Regions from separate parts of the Capra hircus genome. Here region 2 is linked to region 1. Evidence: chromatin contacts called from public Hi-C data. All regions are on one chromosome and are shown on one strand. Each heading gives the region's core, a stretch centred on a gene start, on an enhancer-like site or on the middle of the called end of the contact. The rest is flanking DNA. Distances are from core to core; before and after follow the strand shown. Region 1 holds the start of NEK7 (serine/threonine-protein kinase Nek7). Region 2 has its middle 170 kb from the start of NEK7.

Region 1 (6,606 bases), core at 2,940-5,439:
CTCCTCTTGGCCCAGGTTAGTCCAGACATTTCAACAGCTTGACTAAGCCTTGTCACTATTCAGGTGCCAGATTCGGTGGCTGCCAGGATCACTGGCAGCTTTGTACGTACACCTGTTGCCAGCGCTATGTATGAGTCAGGAAGGCTAGACCTTTCTGGTTTATCCCAATGGCTAGGATCTCTTTCAAAGGAGAATTCTTTTTAATATGATTTCATCATCCTTCATCAGGAAAACATTTTTTTTCTAGCAAGCTTCTTTCCTTACAGAGATGTTACACGGACTCGGAACCCGATATGGGACTGCAAGTCTGGGTTAACTTACAGGTTAAAAAGAAAATGGTTCTGACAATCAATACTGTCTCTACTTTTGATTTTTAATTGTGTTGGGCCAGCAGAGCTATGGGTTTCCCAGCTGGCTCAGTGGTGAAGAATCCACCTGCCAATGCAGGAAACACAGGAGACACTCGTGGTTCTATTCCTGGGTCAGGAAGATGCCCTGGAGGAGGAAATGGCAACCCACTGCAGTATTCCTTGTTTAGAAAATCCCACAGACAGAGCAGCCTGGTGGTCCACAGTCCATGGGGTCACAAAGAGTCAGACATGATTGAGCATGCGTGCACGGCAGAGCTATATTAACAACAGTACATACAGACTGGGTGTTAACTAAAAGGTTTTAAGTGTCATAATCAAATATCATTTACAGAAAAGTGAATCTGCTAGTTAATGGTATGCATTGCCTGGTAATTAGGAATAAACAGTAAGTAGCACATACATAAAAGACTGTAATTACCGCATTTCATGGAGTCAGGCAAGGATTTTTGAAGCAAGCTTGGTGGGAAACTTGGTGGGAACTTGAGGGGGAAGGGGCAAGCAGTTAAAGCTGGACTCTGCTCTGATGATTCCTGGGACCAGAGGAGCCTCTTTGGCCAGACCTCTGCCCGCAATGCAGGAGACCCCAGTTCAATTCCTGGGTCGGGAAGATTCCCTGGAGAAGGAAAAGGCTACCCACTCCAGTATCCTGGCCTGAAGAATTCCATAGACCGTACAGTCCATGGGGTCGCAAAGAGTAGGATACAACTGAGCGACTTGTACTTTCACTTTTTTTCTCTGCTTTTCCATGAGCATCTGCTCCAGGCCAGGGGCCTAGGGCAGGGGCACAGACCTCTCTATCAGCAAAGAGGTGATGAAAAGTCATAAAGAGAAAGTGCGTTGTATCTAGACAGTTTTCACAACTTCTGAAGCACTGTACACTATCTAGCTGTAGCTTTGTATCACTGCAGATGGTGACTGCAGCCATGAGATTAAAAGACGCTTACTCCTTGGAAGAAAAGTTATGACCAACCTAGACAGCATATTCAAAAGCAGAGACATTACTTTGCCAACAAAGGTCCGTCTAGTCAAGGCTATGGTTTTTCCGGTGGTCATGTATGGATGTGAGAGTTGGACTGTCAAGAAAGCTGAGCACCAAAGAACTGATGCCTTTGAACTGTGGTGTTGGAGAAGACTCTTGAGAGTCCCTTGGACTGCAAGGAGATCCAACCAGTCCATCCTAAAGGAGATCAGTCCTGGGTGTTCATTGGAAGGACTGATGCTGAAGCTGAAACTCCAATACCTTGGTCACCTCATGCGAAGAGTTGACTCATTGGAAAAGACCCTGATGCTGGGAAACATTGAGGGCAGGAGGAGAAGGGGACGACAGAAGATGAGATGGCTGGATGGCATCACTGACTTGATGGACATGAGTTTGGGTGAACTCCGGGAGTTGGTGATGGACACGGAGGCCTGGCATGCTGCGATTCATGGGGTCGCAAAGAGTCAGACAAGACTGAGCGACTGAACTGAACTGAAGGTGAAGATGATGATGTCAGCATTCTGGGCACGGTAGAGCCACGATAGGAATCTTCCAGGGCTTCATGGGCTCATTTTGATCCATTTCCCTCTTAGTCAGTGTTCATAAGAAATATGTTTTCCTTATACCAATGAAGTATCTTTGTACACCAGAATGTGTACTTTAATTAGGGCTGTTTTATTATCTATCTATGGACCTTTCTAAAAGGTGTTACAAAAGACAGTGTTTGAAAACCTTAACCTTTTCCTGCCAGGTGTGCCTGTGTATAACTCAAATGACCCTGTTCTTATTTGGCTGAGTTTGGTTTGGTGTGACTTGACAGAGCAATCTGGTTCAAATGCTGACTTTATTGGCTTCATTCTTGCATACTTACTTTTTTAAAGAAATATATTTATTTATTTGGCTACACCAGGTCTTAGCTGTGGCACACGGGACCATCTATCTCTGTTGTGGCAGGTGGACTCTTTTAGTTGAAGCAAGTGGGATCTAGTTCCCTGTCCAGGGATAGAAGCACGGTCATTTACATGGGAAGCATGGAGTCTTAGCCACTGGACAACCAGGGAAGTCCCTTGCCTACCTTCTTACCCCACGTTCAATTCATCTATAAATCTTGTTGGCTGTACCTTAACAACATATCTGGACCTGACCATTCTTAACACCTCCACTGTTAGCACAATGGTCTAAGTCATCAATGTCTTCTACCTGATCCTTATAACAGTCTTTTAACTATTTTAGTAGTTCCAGCCCTGCAATCTGTTCTCCACAGCAGAGCTATTTTATGCAAACCCAAATGGATTTGCTCGCCCCTCCAATGACTCTTCACACCCTGCTTTATTTTTGAATGAATCACCATTTGACATAGTATGCATTTATTGGCTTATTGTATTATTATTGCCTTTTTTTATAATGTAAAGGCCATGAGATCAGGGACTTTGTGTCTTGGTAACTGCTTTGCTTCTTAGAACAGTGCTTAGCAGATTTACCCATACTTTACTAGCCATTGAAATAAAAGTCTTCTACTGAGATCTTGAATTATTTTCTCTCTAAAAATAAACTTTCTAAATGTTAATTCCATAGGTTTAACATTTCAAGCATTTGAGCTATAATCTACTCATTCTTGGCTCGAATCCTTTGGTTGGGGAGCCAAACTAGTGAACAGGCCTAGGAGTAATAGCAGCTACTCAATGAACACTTCTTCTCTGCCAGGCTCTGGTGCTTAAGCATTCTGTTGTATCTCACTGAATTCTAGTGTAGTACTAGTGCTGTGTTTAGTGGCTCAGGCTTGTCTGACTCTTTGCGACCACAAGGACTGTGCCTCACCAGGCTCCTCTGTCCTGGATTCTCCAGGAAAGAATACTGGAGTGGGTTGCCATGCCCTCCTCCAGGAGATCTTCCCCATCAAGGCATCAAACTGGAGTCTCCTGCATTGTAGGTGGATTCTTTTCCAGCTGAGTTACCAGGGAAGCCCTAGAGACAGGTATTATTACTTCTGTCCTCTCACAGAGTGTGACTCCAGGAAAGGTGAAATAACTTGTCCTGCCAGGTCAGAGTTAACCTCCCAGGTGGCGCTAGTGGTAAAGAACTCGCCCTTCAATGCAGGTGACGTTAAGAGATGCAGGTTCGATCCCTGGGTGGGAAGATCTGGTGGAAGGCATGGCTGGCAACCCATTCCAGTATCTTTGCCTGGAGAATCCCATGGACAGAGGGGCCTGGCGGGATCTAACCCTGCAGAGGGTTGCAAAGAGTCGGACACGACTGAAGAGACTAAGCAAGCTCACGCACCACCTGAGATTCAAATCAAGGTGAGGTTGACCCTTCCTAGCCCTGTCGCCCGGTTACCGAAGTAGCGAAGCGGCTGGATTCACAGTATTCCTTTTGTAGTTCCATGTTCTAGGGTTCTGGGCTGTAATACATACCCCTCTACCCACCACCAAATACTCCTAGGACCAAACCAGGTAGTTCACTTCTTAGAAATGTCCTAAAGGCCACTGTCCTCTAGGGTGGGATAAAAAACTCGATGATCCAGAAGAAAGCGACGTACCAATTCGGCTGACCTCTTGAACATTGGGCATTTAAAGTTCTCAAAAGGCAGCCGACCCCCGATTTGGAGGGAAGGGGGCCGGAAAGAGGGGACTAGGGCTGGGCCTGACCACAGGGAGGCTCCCCAAGACCCGCCTGGGCGCCAGCGGGGGACGTTGGGGCTCTGACGCTAAGGCCTGAGGGTAGTGGCCGAGTAGGCAGATCCCAGCCCGGCTTGGGGCGGGGCCGGCGGCGCGGGGCGGGGCCGACGCCCTAGTGGGCGTGTCCGGCGCCCGCCCCGCCCCCTCCTCGGGGATGCCGGGATGTTTACACTCCTGACAGCCGCGGCCGGGGGAGGAGGCGCGGGAGTTGTGGGAGGATGGGCCGCCGCTAGGGTCTCGCTCCTGACGCGCCTCGCCGTGCGCAGGGTGGGTGCCCGCTCCTGCAGCGTCCGCCGGAGCGGCGCGGCGGGAGGTGGCCAGCGCTTCGGGCCTCGCAGCCACAGCCCCGGGCCCAGCGGGCCTGTCCGCGGCGCCGCCTGGCCGAGCCGCCCGCCCGCTCCGGGTCCTGCGCGGGCCAGAGGACGTAAAGCTCTCCGCTTCCTGGTGAGTCGCTGCCGCTGGGGTCTTGGGCACGCGGGCCGGGGCTCCGCCGGGTGGGGCTGCCCGCGGAGCCAGGCGGGGAGGAGAGGTCGGGCCCGCGCGCGGCGGCCTGGGGACCATGCCTGGGGAGGGTCGAGGGAGGCCGGTGCGGGGCGCGCGCGGCCGGGGGGCTTCGGGCCACTCGTGGGCCGTGGGGAGAGCCTCGTGCCCCGCGCGGCTCGGGCGCCCGAGCCCGCCGCCGTAACTAAGAAACTCAGGCGGCCACGGCGGCGGCGCAACAGGTCTGGGTTTGGGGACCCGAGGAACTTGGCGAAGTCCCGCCTCCCGGCGCACGCTCATTGGCTGCGCGTCTTATTTATTCCTCGCGGATTGGCTAGGTCCAGCTGTCAGCAATCGGCCACCGCGGGACTGGGCAGAGCGAACTTCCAGGGAGAAGTGGGTGGTGGGAGCTTTGCAGCCTGGCTCGGAGGAGTACGGGGAAGACGACCGACCTTTTGGAGAAGGTGCTTTACTGGGGCTCTGTCAGGAATAGGAGACGTCAGAGAGAAGGGCTGCAAGGCAAATGGCAGATGGTGGTGGTGCTAGTGGCAGCAGAAGAGAAATAAAGTCATTGAACACTGAGGCCAAAAATCAGAGACGAAAGGGAGCTCACAGGAAAAAAGGAGAAAGAATGATAAGACTGCACTGTCCCCAGTGTCAGGAAGGGAACACAACCTAGAGAAGGGTGCTGCAGTGAGATTTAAGAACCCCTGTTACCTCTTTGCGGTAAACTAGGCCCTGGGAGATGATGTTTAAAACAGATGAGCCTTGTTCTCGCCCAGCTGTAGTTAGGGATGGATACTAAAAATAGTTATTTACAGTAAGATATGTTTCCATCCTTGAGCGTTGTTGGTGACGGAATTGAAAGAAACATTGCAGAAACGAAACGATTTTTCCTCTGCTTTGAGGCTACTGATCATAAGGACGCAGTTGAAACAGATACCCATAGTTTGTAGAGCACTGTGTGCCCGCCATAATTAGAACCGCTGTTGATAATTCCTCCTCCAAGGAATTTGCAGTTTATAGAAATATGCATATTCCCTTCAGGCTACAGCTGCGCGTCTCACCAGGCTGCGTTACGGAATAAAGTGCAGAATGTGTGCGTGATCATTCTGTAAGGGAGCTTGAGCTCTTGAGGGTGTGGTCGGAGAATGGCTTAGCACTTTGCCTCAAAAAATTTATAGTACCTTTGGGACAGTCTGACTGTGAAAAGGGTGAATAGTTAAACGAGATACAGTTAACTCTGTAATGCTTGCGGTGACTCCTGGTGAATGGTTGCCGAGTATTCTTGGCCGGAACCCTTGATGAAGGCCCGTGCACCCAAAACAAGTTAACAGAAGACGTAAGGAATTTCATTTCCAGAGATCCAGTCCACAGCTTGCTTCACTCCTAAAACCGCAGCATCCTCAACTTGGTCCTGGACTGGGTGGGAGCTTTGAAAAAGTTTAAAACTGCATGGGGCCGACGGGGGGAGGGCGGCGAGATTAAAAGGCGAAGGTACCCCTAAGTGGAAGCTGGTCGCTCGCTCTGCGGGGGTCTGGGGCTGCCCGGGACCTTTCCCGGAGGCGCGGGCCTGGGATTCCGCCCTCGCGCGGGAGGCCCCGCCCTCTGCAGACGGACGGCCTCCGCAGCCAATGGGCGGCGAGGACGGCGCGGCTCCGGCTGTGGGGGGCGGGCACTTCCTACGGCCCTCGGGGGCCAGCGGGAGGGGGCGGAGCTTTTCATCGGGGGCGGGGCTTGCGGAGTAAGGGAGAGGTGGGGAGAGTTGTGAGATAAATCCGAAAATGAGGAGGGGGGAACTGGTCAGTTAAACACATACAGTGGGAGGGCGGCGGCAGGTCCCTGGGGTTCCCGCCTGCCCTCCCCCAGGTGCTCGTCTCCTTTCAAGGTTCAGCTGCATCTTGGGCTCCCCAGTTGGTGTGACTGATGTTTGTGGAGGTGCGGGGGGGTTGTTCTTTGAAATCGTGTGAAAATGCAAACCGAGAACTGTTAAGACTCCAAATCCTTATGCCTTTTTACAATTAATTTGGGATGCTTTCCATATACAAAAAGTGGTTTGCAGTCGCCAAAGTGAAGACGACCCCCCGGGTGCAGACCC
Region 2 (6,606 bases), core at 1,565-4,064, 170 kb after region 1:
GGAAGGCGCCTCCCAGATCCCGGGGACCAGTGACAGCACACTTCGCCAGCTAAAGCCGCCCCGCCCCAGCCACGTAGAAGGACCTGTCAGCCCGCGACGCCTCGCCTGGCGACCTATCCGAACCCCATCCATTAACCTGACCATCCCTCGCAACGATGTATATAAGCCACCTCCAACACGGTCTGGGCGGGGACTTCCTTGACCTGCCTCGTTCGGGTCCGGGAACCCCGCCCAGTAGCGCTTCGCCATTAAAAAGCCTGTTAGACACTTTTTTGGTGCCCTGGTCGTCTTTTTACCTAACAATATATAGTTACATTACTGTGTAGTAGTGAAACTGAGCAGGACGCTATAGTCTTTGCCCCGTATGCCCTTTGTCTATGGAAAAGCCTTGGGGGCTCGTGCTCAGGTGCATCTGACGCTTGGCAACCCCACCGACGGTAGCCAGCCAGGCTCCTCTAACCGTGGGACTTCCCAAGCACAAATGCTGGAGTGGGTTGCCATTTCCTCCAGGGAATCTTCCTGACCCAGGGATTGAAACCACGTCTCCCTCATCCCCTGCATTGGCAGAAGGATTCTTTATTACTGAGCCACCTGGGAAGCCCCAGAAAAACTTTAGCCAAAGGATAAGTTTAATCAGAGAAGTGAGAAAATGCAGAAACAAAGGTAAAGAGTCAAAGGAGACCAGGTAATAATATAGTCATTAAGCAAAGTCAAGGCCTTTAGTTCCTTCTCAAGGGCTACAGAGAACCTTCTGAGCCATATCCTGTGAGCTGTCCTACTGGTACTAAACCTCCACCAGTTGGAAGAAGTTAACTACATAATGACAGACTGTAGCCGTGACGTTAGCTGCCACAATTCTGAGAAATGGCCTCAAGAAATGGAAAAAAAAAAAAAAAAAAAAAACCAACAACCCTGGAACTGAAGACTAACTGGACCTGAAGCAATCAAGATGACCCTGGTCAGACCTTCTATGACCAATTTGAAGGTGACTGTCAGAGCCGACTGTGCTGTTTCTGCATGTAACCCCCTCCTTCTGTCTATAAAAGCTGTTGCCCACTGGGGCGGGTAGGTGGGAGGAGGGGTCGTCAGCCTTTGGCATCCGCCCTCCCCCACCCCCCTGCCAGTTGCCAGCATCCTAAATAAAGCAAACTTTCCTTTCCACCAACCTGGCCTCTTTAATGGCCTCTGAGCAGACAGCAGCCAGACCCCACTTTCGGTTACAGTAGTTCATGAGTAACCAATTTTATGAAACTAGGCAAAAGTTGTCAGCCTTCTGTATTTAATTCCAGTCACTTGTTCTTATTACCTTCTCCAAGTTGCTTGTTGGATATTCATCCCCTCTGTCGGTTTTTGCTAATATTGTAGAGCTGCTTGCCCCCTTTAAAAAGTAGTTTCTGAGCGCTACTCCATCTCAGTAGTCAGAAGTTACTTACGCATATACGTTATATTTCTATTGAGCACATGTTTTCATTAGAAAAACTGATTTAGAAACTGCTTCTTCTGATTCAGAGTATGGTTTGCAGAGTTAATATAGTAGAAGGTGAATGGCTATAACAAGACCTCTTAGTATCTTATGCTTGTTCTATAGATTTCAGTTGGTTGACGATTCTAAATCCTAGTTTGTAAGTAAGCCTCATTAGGGCAGAAATTAGGTTTACTTTGTATACTGGGGTAGCTTTAATATTTAGCTCAGTGCTGGCCCAAGATGGGACTCTATAAATATTTATAGTCACGTGTTGCTCCTCCTGGGTTTCCCAGGTGGCTCAGTGGTAAGGAGTCCGCCTGCCCAGCAGGAGATGCAGGTTTGATCCCTGGGTCAGGAAGATCCCCTGGAGGAGAAAAAGGCAATCCGCTGCTGTATCCGTGCCTGGAGAGTCCTATGGACAGAGGGGCCTGGCGGGCTACAGTCCATGGGGTCACGAGGGAAGAGGCATGACTGAGCAGCTAAACACGCATGCAGGCGTTGTTGCTGCTAGAACAAATTCTCTCAAATTTCATGACTTAAACACAAATGCATTACCTTACAGGCCTGCAGATTGGAAGCCAGTCCCGCATGAGTCTAGTTGGTCAAACATCAAGTCTGGGCAGGGCTGTGTTCCTTCTAGAGGCTCTGGGGAAAACCCTTCTGGACTTTGCTGCTTCTGGGACCCCCACAAGCCCCCTTTCCTCCAGCGTCAATCCAGCCAGGCGCGTGACGTCTGTCTCACGCCGCCCTCTCTCTGCAACCCAGAAGGGCTCTCTGCTTTTAAAGCCTCATGTGATTAGATTGTGTCCACCTGGATAAGCCAGGCAACTCCCTCATCCCAAGATTCTGGATCCTAATCGCTCCCGCAGTCTCTTTTGAGGACTCTTTACCACTGAGCCACCTGGGAAGTCCCCTCTTTTGCCAAATAAAGTAACATATTCACAGGCTCCTAGGATGAGGGTATGGACATCGTTGGAAACCTACCACAGTATCTGTTAAATAAAAAGGACCTCTAGGACCATCTCATTACTTTCCAGTTCCAAATCTGCTCATCTGCTTCTAACCCTGTGTCGAGCCCCACCAGCACCTCACCAGGCACCGCCCCTTCCAGTGGGCACTGAGGCCATTCCCCCAAGAGTCCCTCGCCTTGGCTGACCTGGCTCCTTCTCCCCCTGCGTCCCCCTGCTCTCTGTTCTTATCTCGTCACCAGGTCTCAGGGCTACCAGCTGTCATCATCATCCCCAGTGGATGGGAACAAAGGAACATCTTCCCAGGCGACCCGTGGAGAAGTGGGGGAAAAGACACCAAGGGAAAGCAAAGCCTCTCTGCCCTGAGCTGTGCCCGGCGTGGGCACACCACAGCCGGCTCGCTGGCGTCCACCACACGCTGCTGTCAACGTTTATTCACGGCCCAGTGGAGCCCTGGCAAGACCCAGTGCTGCATCAGGGTCAGAATCAAGTTACAAACACAAAAAGGTGCTTCAAGCTTAATAAAGAGATCCTCTTGGGTTTGATTCATCCTTTCCTGACAGTATATTTGGTTTTCCTGAACCGAGCAGATCACAAGCAACAGATTTTGCTGTTTGGTGCTGGAAGCAAATACAATGGCAAAGCAAGCAGTGATAGCTTATCTGGCCTTTCAAACCGTTGAATGGACACAGGTATGTTTTAAGACCTGCTTCAGGTGCTGAGGATATGGAAGTAAGAAGAAACCCAGAGACACTTTCTAAGCTTTCTTTTTGATATGGAACATTATAAAAGTCTTTATGGACTCTGTTACTTGCTTCTGTTTTATGTTTGGGTTTTTTTTGGCCACTGCACATATGGGATCTTAACTCCCCCCCAAGGATCAAACCCACAGCCTCTGCACTGCAAGGCAAAGTCCTAACCACTGGACTGCCAGGAAAGCCCCCTCAAAGACACGGGGACTAATGGTCCGGCTTATTAGAAAGAAGTAAACTTTGCAGAAAGCAAGTAGCAAAATGCCAAGAGCACAGCCACGAGACAAGGTTGGCAAGCTGGCGGCTGGAGGTGGCTTCTGTGTCCATTACGTCACTGCGTACTGTTGTCAAGGAAAAGCAGCCATTATTCTACGTACTGTTTCTCAGTAATAGCAAAGCACATGTTACTGAGCAGTGCATCAGCCACCTGGAACTGTCCTAGGCACTTGTATTTCTCACAACGACACCACAAGGTTGTTACTATTATTATCATTTTACTCGTGGGAAAATTGAGAAGGCTTTACAGAAAGGTTAAATGTCACGCCTCCCAGGAACAGATGGGGAGTGGCAGGGACAGGATTTAGAACCCAGACACTCTACACTTCAGGCAACACTGTAAGGAAACGTGTACTGTTTCCAAAAATGGCACACGATGCGGTTAGAACAAAAGAGGGCCACCATTACTTTCTGATAATTCGTAGGGCTGTATGTCCCTAGGGTGGGTGCGCTTTTCTGTAGATAGTAACAGTGTGCTTTAGGCTTCCCTGGTGGTGCAGAGGTTAAAGCGCCTGCCTGCAATGTGGGAGACCCGGGTTCGATCCCTGGGTTGGGAAGATCCCCTGGAGAAGGAAATGGCAACCCACTCCAGTATTCTTGCCTGGAGAATCCCATGGACAGAGGAGCTTGGTGGGCTACAGTCCTCGGGTCGCAGAGAGTCGGACACGACTGAGAGACTTCACTTTCACTTTTTAAAAGATGAATATCATAGTGTCTCAAAGACCTCTCAAACACCTCTAAATTCTCTGTAAATTTTATAGAAAAATGTATTTTCCTGCTGGTGCTATTGGGCTGTATTTATAGATAAATGAGGCAGAACCGGAGAAAGCACACAGAGAGATTGTTGATGTCTGTGAGGAAGACGTGGGAGCTTCCAGGAGGAAAGAGATCCCAAAGGAATTATGCTCTGTTATTTATTTTCCATGTTTCTGATGCTTTGACATCTGGGGTCTTGCTGACCCGGGAGAGACTGCCCTTCCCAGGTTCAGGCAGTTCCTAGAGACACCACATGACTCCCCTGCTGGCAACACTTTCATATGCAAAGTAACCAACCCAGCACCCACCCCCAGCTGCTTCTTTATCAGGCTCTTCCAGAATGCGTGCTCAACCCTGTCTGACTCTATGACCCCGTGGACCATAGCCGGACAGGCTCCTCTGTCCGTGGGCTTTCCCAGGCAAGAATGCTGGACTGGGCTGCCATTCCCGACTCCGGCGGATCTTCCCCACCCAGGGAAGGACTTGTGTCTATTGTATCTTTTGCAGTGGCAGGCAGATTTTTTACCACTGACCCACCAGGGATTGCTGGAGCCCTACACCGAGTTCACTGACATTATTCCGATTTAATCCTGCTCAGGGCTTCCCAGGTGGCACTAGTGGTAAAGAATCTGCCTGCCAACGCAGGAGACGCATCCCCTGGAGTAGGAAATGGTAACCCACTCCAGTATTCTCGTTTGGAACATCCCATGACCAGGGGCTGGTGGGCTATAGTCCATGGAGTTGCAAAGAGGTGGACACGACTGAGTGACTGAGCGTGCGTGCATGTGCACACACACACACACACACACACACACTCACACACTCACAATCCTGCTCAGCTGCTCACCGTACCTCTTTTCTTTCCTGAAAGTGAAAGTCGCTCAGTTGTGTGTGACTTTGTGACCCCATGGACTATAAAGGCCATGGAATTCTGCAGGCCGGAATACTGGAGCGGGTAGCCTATCCCTTCTCCAGGGGATCTTCCCAACCCAGGGATCGAACTGGGGTCTCCTGCGCTGCAGGAGGATTCTTTGCCTACTCAGTTCCTGAAAGAGCTGCAATAAAGGTTCTTGCCCAGAAGCCCCCCTGGTTGACTCCAGGGATCTCCTCGTGGTTCCTATGTGGCGTGGTGTGACCCCTTCCCATGGGAACTGTGAGCAACAAGCCACCCTCCAATGACAGCTGTGTCCTGATCTGTCCGTCTCACCCCACTTGAATAAGGATAGAACCCATATTTTAAAACATACCCTCTTCTGAAGAGGAAAAAAAAGGGGGCTAGGAGGAAACTTGCCCTCTGTTCACTATTTCCACCACACATTTTGCTAACTTGTGATACACTTGAGTGAGTAAGTTTCCTCTACATTTAACATCAAAAGACTGAAGACCCATTATGGACAAGTGAGTTCTAGACACTATGGACATTCCAAAAATGGGTAAGTCATGGCTTTTGTTGGTAAAGACTCTTTTTCAACCATGGGTGATAACATCATATACTGATAATATACACTGGGCTTCTCTGATAGCTCAGTTGGTGAAGAAACTGCCTGCAATGCAGGAGACCCCGCTTCGATTCCTGGGTCAGGAAGATCCACTGGAGAAGAGATAGGCTACTCGCTCCAGTATTCTTGGGCTTCCCTTGTGGCTCAGCTGGTAAATACACTACAAGGAAGAGAATGTGAGCTATTAAAGGGGATCAGACAAAAGACTCTGGAAGCTTAGAAGGAGGCAAATGACAACGGAAACTTGTTAGGGTGGCCAAGAAAGATTCTGTGAAACAGCTTCATGGGTTATGGGCTAAATTCTCCTGTACTGAAGAATGAAATGAAAGGGGAATAAGGACACATGTAATATATATTCAATATTGAATATAAGGGCAGGTGTTTTTTTGTAGGAAGTGTCCTGTCTTTACACCCAAGAAGCATGCTCGCCTCTGTCTACAGTATACTGGTACAGAACTGTGGTCCCCCTGACCCCAATTTTAGTAGACAATTAACTTAGGGTAAACTCAAGTATTGGATTGGCCAAAACATTCATTTGGGTTTTCCATAACATCTTACATAAAAACCGAAACAAATGTTTTGGGCAACTGTGTGGATCACAACAGACTGTGGGAAATTCTGAAAGAGATGGGCATACCAGACCACCTGACCTGCCTCTTGAGAAACCTCTATGCAGGTCAGGAAGCAACAGGTAGGACTGGACATGGAACAACAGACTGGTTCCAAATAGGAAAAGGAGTGCATCAAGGCTGTATATTGTCACCCTGCTTATTTAACTTCTAAGCAGAGTACATCATGAGAAACGCTGGACTGGAAGAAACACAAGCTGGAATCAAGATTGCCAGGAGAAATATCAATAACCTCAGATATGCAGATGACACCACCCTTAT

Evidence for each region. Hi-C and Micro-C count contacts between places; a contact is called where the count stands out from the background.
Region 2: a Hi-C map of blood shows a contact between it and region 1, with 4 times the contacts expected there. The contact joins the enhancer-like site here to the promoter of NEK7 in region 1. A contact is called at or near these places in 2 of 5 Hi-C or Micro-C datasets (blood and liver).

The regions. Positions count from the first base shown.
Region 1 is chr16:75,634,957-75,641,562 of ARS1.2, forward strand. It overlaps NEK7 (serine/threonine-protein kinase Nek7), which reads left to right and starts at 4,190. Exons shown (of 9, transcript XM_018060815.1): 1 at 4,190-4,472.
Region 2 is chr16:75,804,692-75,811,297 of ARS1.2, forward strand. No RefSeq gene overlaps it. Among named protein-coding and RNA genes, the nearest start is that of NEK7, 170 kb to the left of the region's middle. Within about 2 kb of position 2,815, at least 1 of the 5 cell types and tissues checked has an H3K27ac peak or open chromatin away from gene starts, as enhancers often do.